2 separate regions of the Mus musculus genome follow, and region 1 is linked to region 2. A link is a contact called in public promoter capture Hi-C data. All regions are on one chromosome and are shown on one strand. The core of a region is the stretch at or near the end of the contact, and the rest is flanking DNA. Distances in the headings are between cores, read along the strand shown.

What was found. Promoter capture Hi-C pulls out the DNA fragments that hold promoters and counts their contacts.
Region 1: a promoter capture Hi-C map of stem cell-derived epiblast-like cells shows a contact between it and region 2, with 3 times the contacts expected there. The contact joins the promoter of Zfp799 here to the promoter of A530088E08Rik in region 2. A contact is called at or near these places in 3 of 39 promoter capture datasets (cranial neural crest, hippocampal neurons and stem cell-derived epiblast-like cells).

Annotation. Positions count from the first base shown.
Region 1 is chr17:32,828,197-32,832,174 of GRCm38.p6, reverse strand. Zfp799 (zinc finger protein 799) reads left to right here and starts at 1,914. Exons shown (of 4, transcript NM_177359.5): 1 at 1,914-2,086. The coding sequence starts at 2,084.
Region 2 is chr17:32,400,509-32,404,449 of GRCm38.p6, reverse strand. It overlaps A530088E08Rik (RIKEN cDNA A530088E08 gene), which reads right to left and starts at 1,436. Exons shown (of 1, transcript NR_029458.1): 1 at 1-1,436. Rasal3 (RAS protein activator like 3) reads left to right here and starts at 869. Exons shown (of 18, transcript NM_001374604.1): 1 at 869-929; 2 at 1,051-1,394. The coding sequence starts at 1,067.

The DNA of each region.
Region 1 (3,978 bases), core at 665-3,164, 430 kb before region 2:
TGGTGATCTGATAGGGTGCATGAGATTATTTCAGTCTTCTTGTATCTGCTGAGGCCTGTTTTGTGATGGATTATATGGTCAGTTTTGGAGAACATACCATGAGGTGCTGAGAAGAAGGTATATCCTTTTGTTTTAGGATGAAATATTCTGTAGATATCTGTTAAATCTATTTGGTCCATAACTTCTGTTAGTTACACTGTGTCTCTGTTTAGTTTCTGTTTCCATGATCTGTCTATTGCTGAGAGTGGGGTGTTGAGCTTTAGTGAAGTTTCTTTTATGAATGTGGGTACCCTTGCATTTGGAGCATAAATGTTCAGAATTGAGAGCTCTTCTTGGTAGATTTTTCCTTTGATGAGTATGAAGTGTCCTTCCTTATCTTTTATGATAATTTTAGGTTGACAGTCAATTTTATTTGATATTAGAATGGCTACTCCAGCTTGTTTTGGGGACCATTGTCTTGGAAAATTGTTTTGCAACCCTTTTCTCTGAGGTAGTGTCTGTCTTTGACACTGAGGTGCAATTCCTGTATGCAGCAAAATTCTGGATTGTTTATGTATCCAGTCTGTTAGTCTATGTCTTTTTATTGAGGAATTGAGTCCATTGGTGTTAAGAGATATTAAGAAATAGTGATTGTTGATTCCTGATATTTTTGTTGTTTGAGGTGGAATTATGTTTGTGTGGCTGTCTTCTTTTGGGTTTGTTGAAAGAAGATTACTGTCTTGCTTTTTCTAGGGTGTACTTTCCTTTCTTGTGTTGGAGTTTTCCTTCTATTATCCTTTTTAGGTCTGGATTTTTGGAAAGATATTGTGTAAATTTGTTTTTGTCATGGACTATCTTGCTCTCTCCATCTATGGTAATTGAGAGTTTTGCTGGATATAGTAGCCTGGGCTGGCATTTGTGTTTTCTTAGGGTCTGTATGACATCATATTTCTTACTGTCTTAGCTGAAGAATCAAAAAAGGAAAAAAAAATCTAATGAAGGTAGAGATCTCTGTAGAAGAGGCAGTGTAATGTTTGTAAGACCAGAGGAGATGGGTGACTTCAAGAAAACAGTGTTTTCCAGATAAGCAGGGTTGGTGCACATAAGAACTCAGAGAGACAGTGGCTACATGTACAAGACCTACATAAGTTCAATAAAGTTAGACAAAAATCCCAGCCCAGGGAAGGGGAAGTGGTAGCAAAGTCCCACTCCTAATCAAGATGCTAGGAGAGCGAAAATTGTTTTTCCTTAATGGAGTGACACAGGGAACATCAACCACACTCCAAATGAGGCCCCGTATGTGGGAGCAGCTGGCCAACACAAAGCAGAAATTTGTTGTCGCTTGCTTGTTTGATGAGATGATACATGAGGGGGTTTGGAAGACCTGTGCTTTTGAGGAAGGAGGCTGATTATTTTTATTTTTTTCATTTTATTATTTTGTGTGTGTGTGCAGGTATATTTTTCCTGCAGGTATGGTTTGTGCACCCATTGCATGCATGGTGCCCTTGGAGGCAAAAATAGGGCATCAGGCATCAGATCCCCTGGAATTAAGAGTTACAGACAATTGTGAACCACGATGAGGTTCTGGAAAGCCAACCCGAGTTCTCCAGAAGAACTTCAAAGGAGCCATCTCCCTAGCCCCAACCCTTTGACTTTTGCCCTTCTGGGATCATCAAAATATCTTGTGTGGTGATATTGAAACATGAGCTATAAATAAATGTACCAAAAAGGAACGATAAAAGTAGTGCATCTGAGAAAAAACCTTGGTGGGGCCAGGTGCTCTCCAGAGTAGGAACCAGGGTCAACTGTGAAGTCTTCCAGGGAGGAAGGAGATGTTTCTATTGTCACTCAGGATTCAGGAGGCAGGCTCACGGATTGTTGGCCAATCAAGGAGAACGTTTGGTAGCTGTGTGAACTGCCCAATGAGGAGTTTCGGTCTTCGGTGACGTAGAAAGCACAACATTTGGGGTGCCATTGTGTGTCCCCGCCATATTGTCGTCCTGTGTCTTTGACTGCGGCCCCCAGGTCTCTCTCCTCGGTATCTCTGTCCCCCCTACTGACAGCGGGAATCGCAGGAGGTCACCTGGACACCCGGTGACTGGAAATGGTGCGTGCGCAGGCTGTAGGGAGGAGGCTACTGTAAGCGGAGGCGGCAGTGGGGACGCGGCCTTCCAGGGCAGCTGAGTCTGCATCTCATCTGCTCTGCTGGGCCGCGCTGCCCGGGTCCCTCTGGATGGAGCTGGACCAGCAGGCAGAGCTGCGGTCCTGTCCTTTGCTGAGAGCTCAGTGCTGCGGGGTCTCAGGTCAGCTGGGCGCTTGCAGCCTGCGTCTCCGCAGTCTGGGAGGTGTAGGCGGAGAGTCGTGGGGAACCGTGGGTTTGGGCTCTTGTAAGGGGATTTGTAGGAAAACCGCGAGGTGAGCCCGGGTTCTATGCACGTTGTCAAAAAAAAAAAAAAAAAAAAAAAAAAAAAAAAAAAAGTAGGCTGCATTTATGTCTGCTCAGTGTCCCAATTTACTTAACAGTCAGTCATTTCTCAGCCTTTATCGGCTAGGATTTGATGAGTACACCTGGTTATCCTTGAGAGCTGGCCATTGGCAACCACGATGCATTTATCCCTATCTTAAGTATTACTATCAATAGGCAGGTAACACATGACCATTTAACACAATGGTATACAAAGTGCAAGTTACTAAATGGTTAGAAAGGCTGAAAATATAGGAGGTTCTCAAGTTGGAGGCAGAGAACTGGTAAGACTTATCAGTGAGGGTGTAGAATGTCCAATGCACGTTCCGAGCACAGGCTGTTGTTAGAAGGCCTGTTTGAAGTGAGCTGAGGTCCTAGAGCTGGAGTCCTAGGGTAGAGACGGGGCTTTTCCTGTGATAAGTTTTCTGGCTTTTGACAATTGACCCTATGACCCGTCAACCAGCTTGTTGCAGTTTCTATAGTCTCAGGCAGGGGGTTATATCTGGTTAGGCTGGTGAGTTTTATGTGCATGTATATATGATTTGGTATATTGTCAGGCGTCATTATTGAGACAGATTATTAAATTGTGCCTTTATTTGTTCTTTGTTGATATTGATATTCAGAATAAACCAGTGCAGAGTTTTTGCTTAACAAAACAGTCATGTAGGCCAGAAAGCTGATAGTTCCCAAAGCACAGAGTATCCCAGAACAGCCCCACCCCACCCTGTCTTCTCTCACATTTCAGTGACATCCGCTAGTCCTATGAGAACATGCCTATGGGTTTCACTCAAGGGAAGTTTCCTCTAAATTCCATGACTTGTATTCTTAGCCTAAGGATTCTTATAACTCTCAATAAATGCCTGACTTTCCAAACCCTTTTGACATTGCTGGACTTACTGAAAAGGAAAATTCACGTGCATGGCTTGCTCAGATTGGTCCTTATCATAAGTATTACTGGTCACGTGCATGGCTTGCTCAGATTGGTCTTTATCATAAGTATTACTGGTCACGTGCATGGCTCGCTCAGATTGGTTTTTATCATACGTATTACTGGTCACGTGCATGGCTCGCTCAGATTGGTTTTTATCATACGTATTACTGGTCACGTGCATGGCTCGCTCAGATTGGTCCTTATCATAAGTATTACTGGTCACGTGCATGGCTTGCTCAGATTGGTCTTTATCATAAGTATTACTGGTCACGTGCATGGCTCGCTCAGATTGGTCTTTATCATAAGTATTACTGGTCACGTGCATGGCTTGCTCAGATTGGTCTTTATCATAAGTATTACTGCCTTGGATTGTTTCTAAACGTTTTAACATGAAAAAATCTTCATGGGGTAAGACATGACTGGATATGAATGGGCTATTGCAATAGAATAAAGCCCCACATGGAAGATTGAAAAGCTTCCCTACAGATGGCCAGAGGGCTTCTCTTGAAGGAAGTTAAAAACAGTGGTGAATGAAGCATAGAACACCCAAGATACAATTTGCAAAACACAAGAAAATCAAGAAGAGGGAAGACCAATGGGTGGA
Region 2 (3,941 bases), core at 187-2,686:
TTCGGTGTGGAAATGTCACTGAGTATTTGTCCAGCTGTCAGTGGACACCTGGGGTCTATGGAGTCCTTAGGTGCAGTGTTGGTGGCCATGTCTATTGGATGTCTGCCTAGCAGGGGAAATACTGGATCTGAGGAGAGCCACATAACCATGCTAGAACAAGGACTGGAGGTGTGGCACAATGAGGGCTACAACTGTCACGAACATGCAATCTTTAGTTCTAACTTAACACTGGTTTGGGGAACGTCTAGCCAAGAGTCCAAGGCCAGCCTGGGCTACAACACATGCCGTGAGCTCAAGGCCCGGTCTGTATAATAAAAAATGAAAAGACGGCTAGGCATGTGGCTAAGTAATAGAGCATAGGCCTTGCACCCAGGCCCTAGGTTCCACTCCCAAGGTGGAGGGGCTGGTGAATGGCTCAGCGGGTAATGTCACTTGCCATGTACGATCCGGAGTTCCAGCCTCCAATCTCACACAAAGGTGGGAGAGAACTGACTCTACCTCCACATGGCTGTCCTTTGATCACCATATGAGCACTATAGCATCCACACACACACAAATAATAAATCCATTCCAATAAAATTGTGGCAGCTTCCCTACATAAGTGAGTCTTTCCACACTCCGGCCACCAGGAGACTTTAGGGGGCCTTGCTAGCCAGCATTTATCCAAGATGTTCCCATTTCACAGAAGGCAACTGAAGCTCAAAGAGAAGTATGTACTGCCTCCTAGACCTTCTCGTCAGAAGCCAGAACTGCCAACCTCTCTTCCACCCCGCCACCTCCGCATCCTGCCCCCATCATGCCCTCCCAGCCTGACTGTAAAGGGGGGGGGGCGGGGGAGACAAGACAGGGTCACGTGGAGCTAGGTTCTGAGGAAGGAAGCTAGGCACAGTACAGACGGCTGCTGGTTCTGGACTGGCCAGGAAATCAAGGTAAGGGAGGGTGTACGTGTGGCATCCTCAAGTATGTTCCTGGAGGCGAAGCTGAGAAGAGACCAGGGAAGATGAAGCCAGAATGTGGGCAGACAATGTTCAGAACCTTTTGGTCTCGCAGCAGAGACTCCTCCGCCATGGACCCACCGTTGCAGAGTGAAGAAGATTCCCAAACGCAGCCCTCGCTGCCCTCTCCGCTGACATCCTACCGCTGGCACACTGGAGGCAGTGGGGAAAAGGCTGCTGGAGGGTTCCGCTGGGGCCGCTTTGCAGGCTGGGGAAGGGCCCTGAGCCATCAGGAGCCCATGGTGAACAGCCAGCCAGCCCCCAGATCTCTGTTTCGTCGGGTCCTCTCTGCACCCCCTAAGGAGTCACGGTCCAATCGCCTCCGGTTTTCCAAGACCCTGTGGGGAAGGCACAAGAACGTGGCACCACTGGAACCCAAGCCAAATCCGAAGGCCCCAGGTACGCTCTCCCCCAATCCAGCTGGGGCTAGGCTGGGTGGCCGGAAGCCTGGGTGTTTGTCTGTCAATCTAGCATCAGCCCTCTAGACACAGGAAGTTGTGGGGAGTATGAAAGCCCAGCAGGAAGCGGCTGGGGCCCCTAGCAGCGCTCATCTCTCTTTCCCCCTAAACTGGGGCGAGGAAGACTGGCAGGACCCGTAGGCAGCTGGGGTTCAGCTGAGAAAGGAGCATTGAATGGATGCATGCACCTTAGTACTGTGAGGATGTCTAATTGTTCTTGGCACTGACGGTTGTTGTCTTCGGTATCCAGTAGACCAAGCCGTTGGCTACATGTGGATTTGAGCTGCCATATATACATAGCCTATGTCTTACTTTGTTTCCTTGAATGTGAAATTCCCCTTCTCTGCCTTAAAGACAACATTCATTCATTCATTCATTCATTCATTCAAGCAGATGTTCATTCAGTGTGTGTGTGTGTGTGTGTGTGTGTCCTTTATCACAACACGTGTTGAGGTCAGAGGACAACCTGCATTTATTTATTTATATTAGAAAGGAGCAAGCAAGCCATGGTTCCTGGAGTCAAAGGACAACTTTCAGGAGTCAGTTCTCTCCTTCAATTACGTGAGTCCTGGGGATCAAACTCAGACAGCCTTGGAGGCAAGCACCTTTATTTGCTGAGCCATCTTGCTGGGCCAAGCAGAAGTTTTTTGAGCATCGAATTGGTCCCTGAGTGAAGCACTAAGGAGAGATGTCAGCAAAGCAGATGACACTCCCTGCCCTGTGGAGTTCACGTTGTAGTGGGTGGGGGAGGAACAGTTACAAACCTGCTGCAAAATGAGAACTGGGAGACTAGTGGACACTAGGAAGATTAGAGACCAGGGCCTAGCATATACTAAGAGATCCAATTGTAGGAAAGAGTTAGGGCCTCGGATGTGGCTCGGTGATAGAGCACTTGCTTAACATGGGAGGGGTTGTGGGATTGTGGGTTTTACACCCACCACCAAGAAAAAAAGAAGAGTTGTATGTATCACCTCTAGTGGTAAAATCGGGTTGAAAATACACCTAAAAGGTTGGTTCCGGGCTGGAGAGATGGCTCAGTGGTTAAGAGCTCTGACTGCTCTTCTGAAGGTCATGAGTTCAAATCCCAGCAACCACATGGTGGCTCACAACCATCCATAATGAGATCTGATGCCCTCTTCTGGTGTGTCTGAAGACAGTTACAGTGTACTTACATATAATAAATAAATAAATCTTTAAAAAAAAGAAAGATTGGTTGAGCTGGCGTTTGCTGGAAGCTCATGGTTAGTTCAGCTCTTTTCCTGGAAAGTTTTGAAATGCCTTCCATTCATCAGGGTTAGGACTACTAAAATCCCAGCACTTGGAAGGCAGGAGCAGGAAGATGATCAGTCTTGAGTTCTAGGCCTGCGTAAGCCATGTAACAAGGCTTTATCTCAAAACAACTGAGGCTCTGGCGAGGTGACCGGCAAGTCAAAGCACCTGGTGGAAACCCTGAGCCCACATGGCCAAGGAGAGACTGACACCTAAGTGTTGCCCTTCCCCTTCCTGAACCCACACAAATAAATCAATAAAGTCAAGCTGTTCTCCGGCCTCCACTTGTGCCATGGCAAATGTGTGTGCACAAGCACAAACTAAATAAATGTCATAGAAACAGCTCAGCCTTCATGTTATATTTAGAAAAGTGGTTTCATATTATGGGGATTTTTTTTTCCAAGATAGGCTCTTGCTGCATAGACCTGGCTGTCCTCAGACTCACAGATCTGCCTGTCCCTGTCTCCTGTTTGTGGGGATTAAAGGTGTGCACCACCAGGCCCAATTCTTTCTTTCTTTCTTTCTTTCTTTCTTTCTTTCTTTCTTTCTTTCTTTCTTTCTTTTTTTCTTCCTTCCTTCCTTCCTTCTTTCCTTCCTTCCTTCTTCCTTTCTTTTTTTCCAGTTTAGGGACTCACACACAAAAGGCAAGTGCTCTACTACTGGGCTAAGCGCCCAGCCCTGCAGCAGTATTCTGAGGCCCTGTAAAGTGCCAGAGCTGGCCCACTACACAGGCTCCAGACAGTGCTTTCTACCAAACAAGCATGTTCCTTCCTAGCTCAGCATCTCCCACTACTCCCACAGCGGGGATTGGGGTAGTCCACTGGTGGAGGGTATGCTTAGTACAAGCCGAGCCCGGGGCTCAGTCCCCAGCACCATAGATCCTAACTGACTGCAGACACTTCCGTCCAGCCTTTACTGCCCTTCCCTTGATTTGTTCATCTGCCAGCCTTTGTTCAGAGACACCATATACTTTCCCTTCCATCTTGGCTGGGTGAAATTCAAACTTCAGTTCAGAACCTAGTGCAAATGTCAGGGGGAGGAGTAGAGTCCCCCCTGAGCCACTCTCCACCAACACCACCTCCCCAAGAAGGAAAACTCCATGGACTTACAACTTTGTCTATACCATTCTCAAATTCTCAAATAAATCCTTTCCACCTTAAGGAAATTATTTTAGAGAGAGACAGACAGAGGGAGAGAGAGACAGAGAGAGAGACAGAGA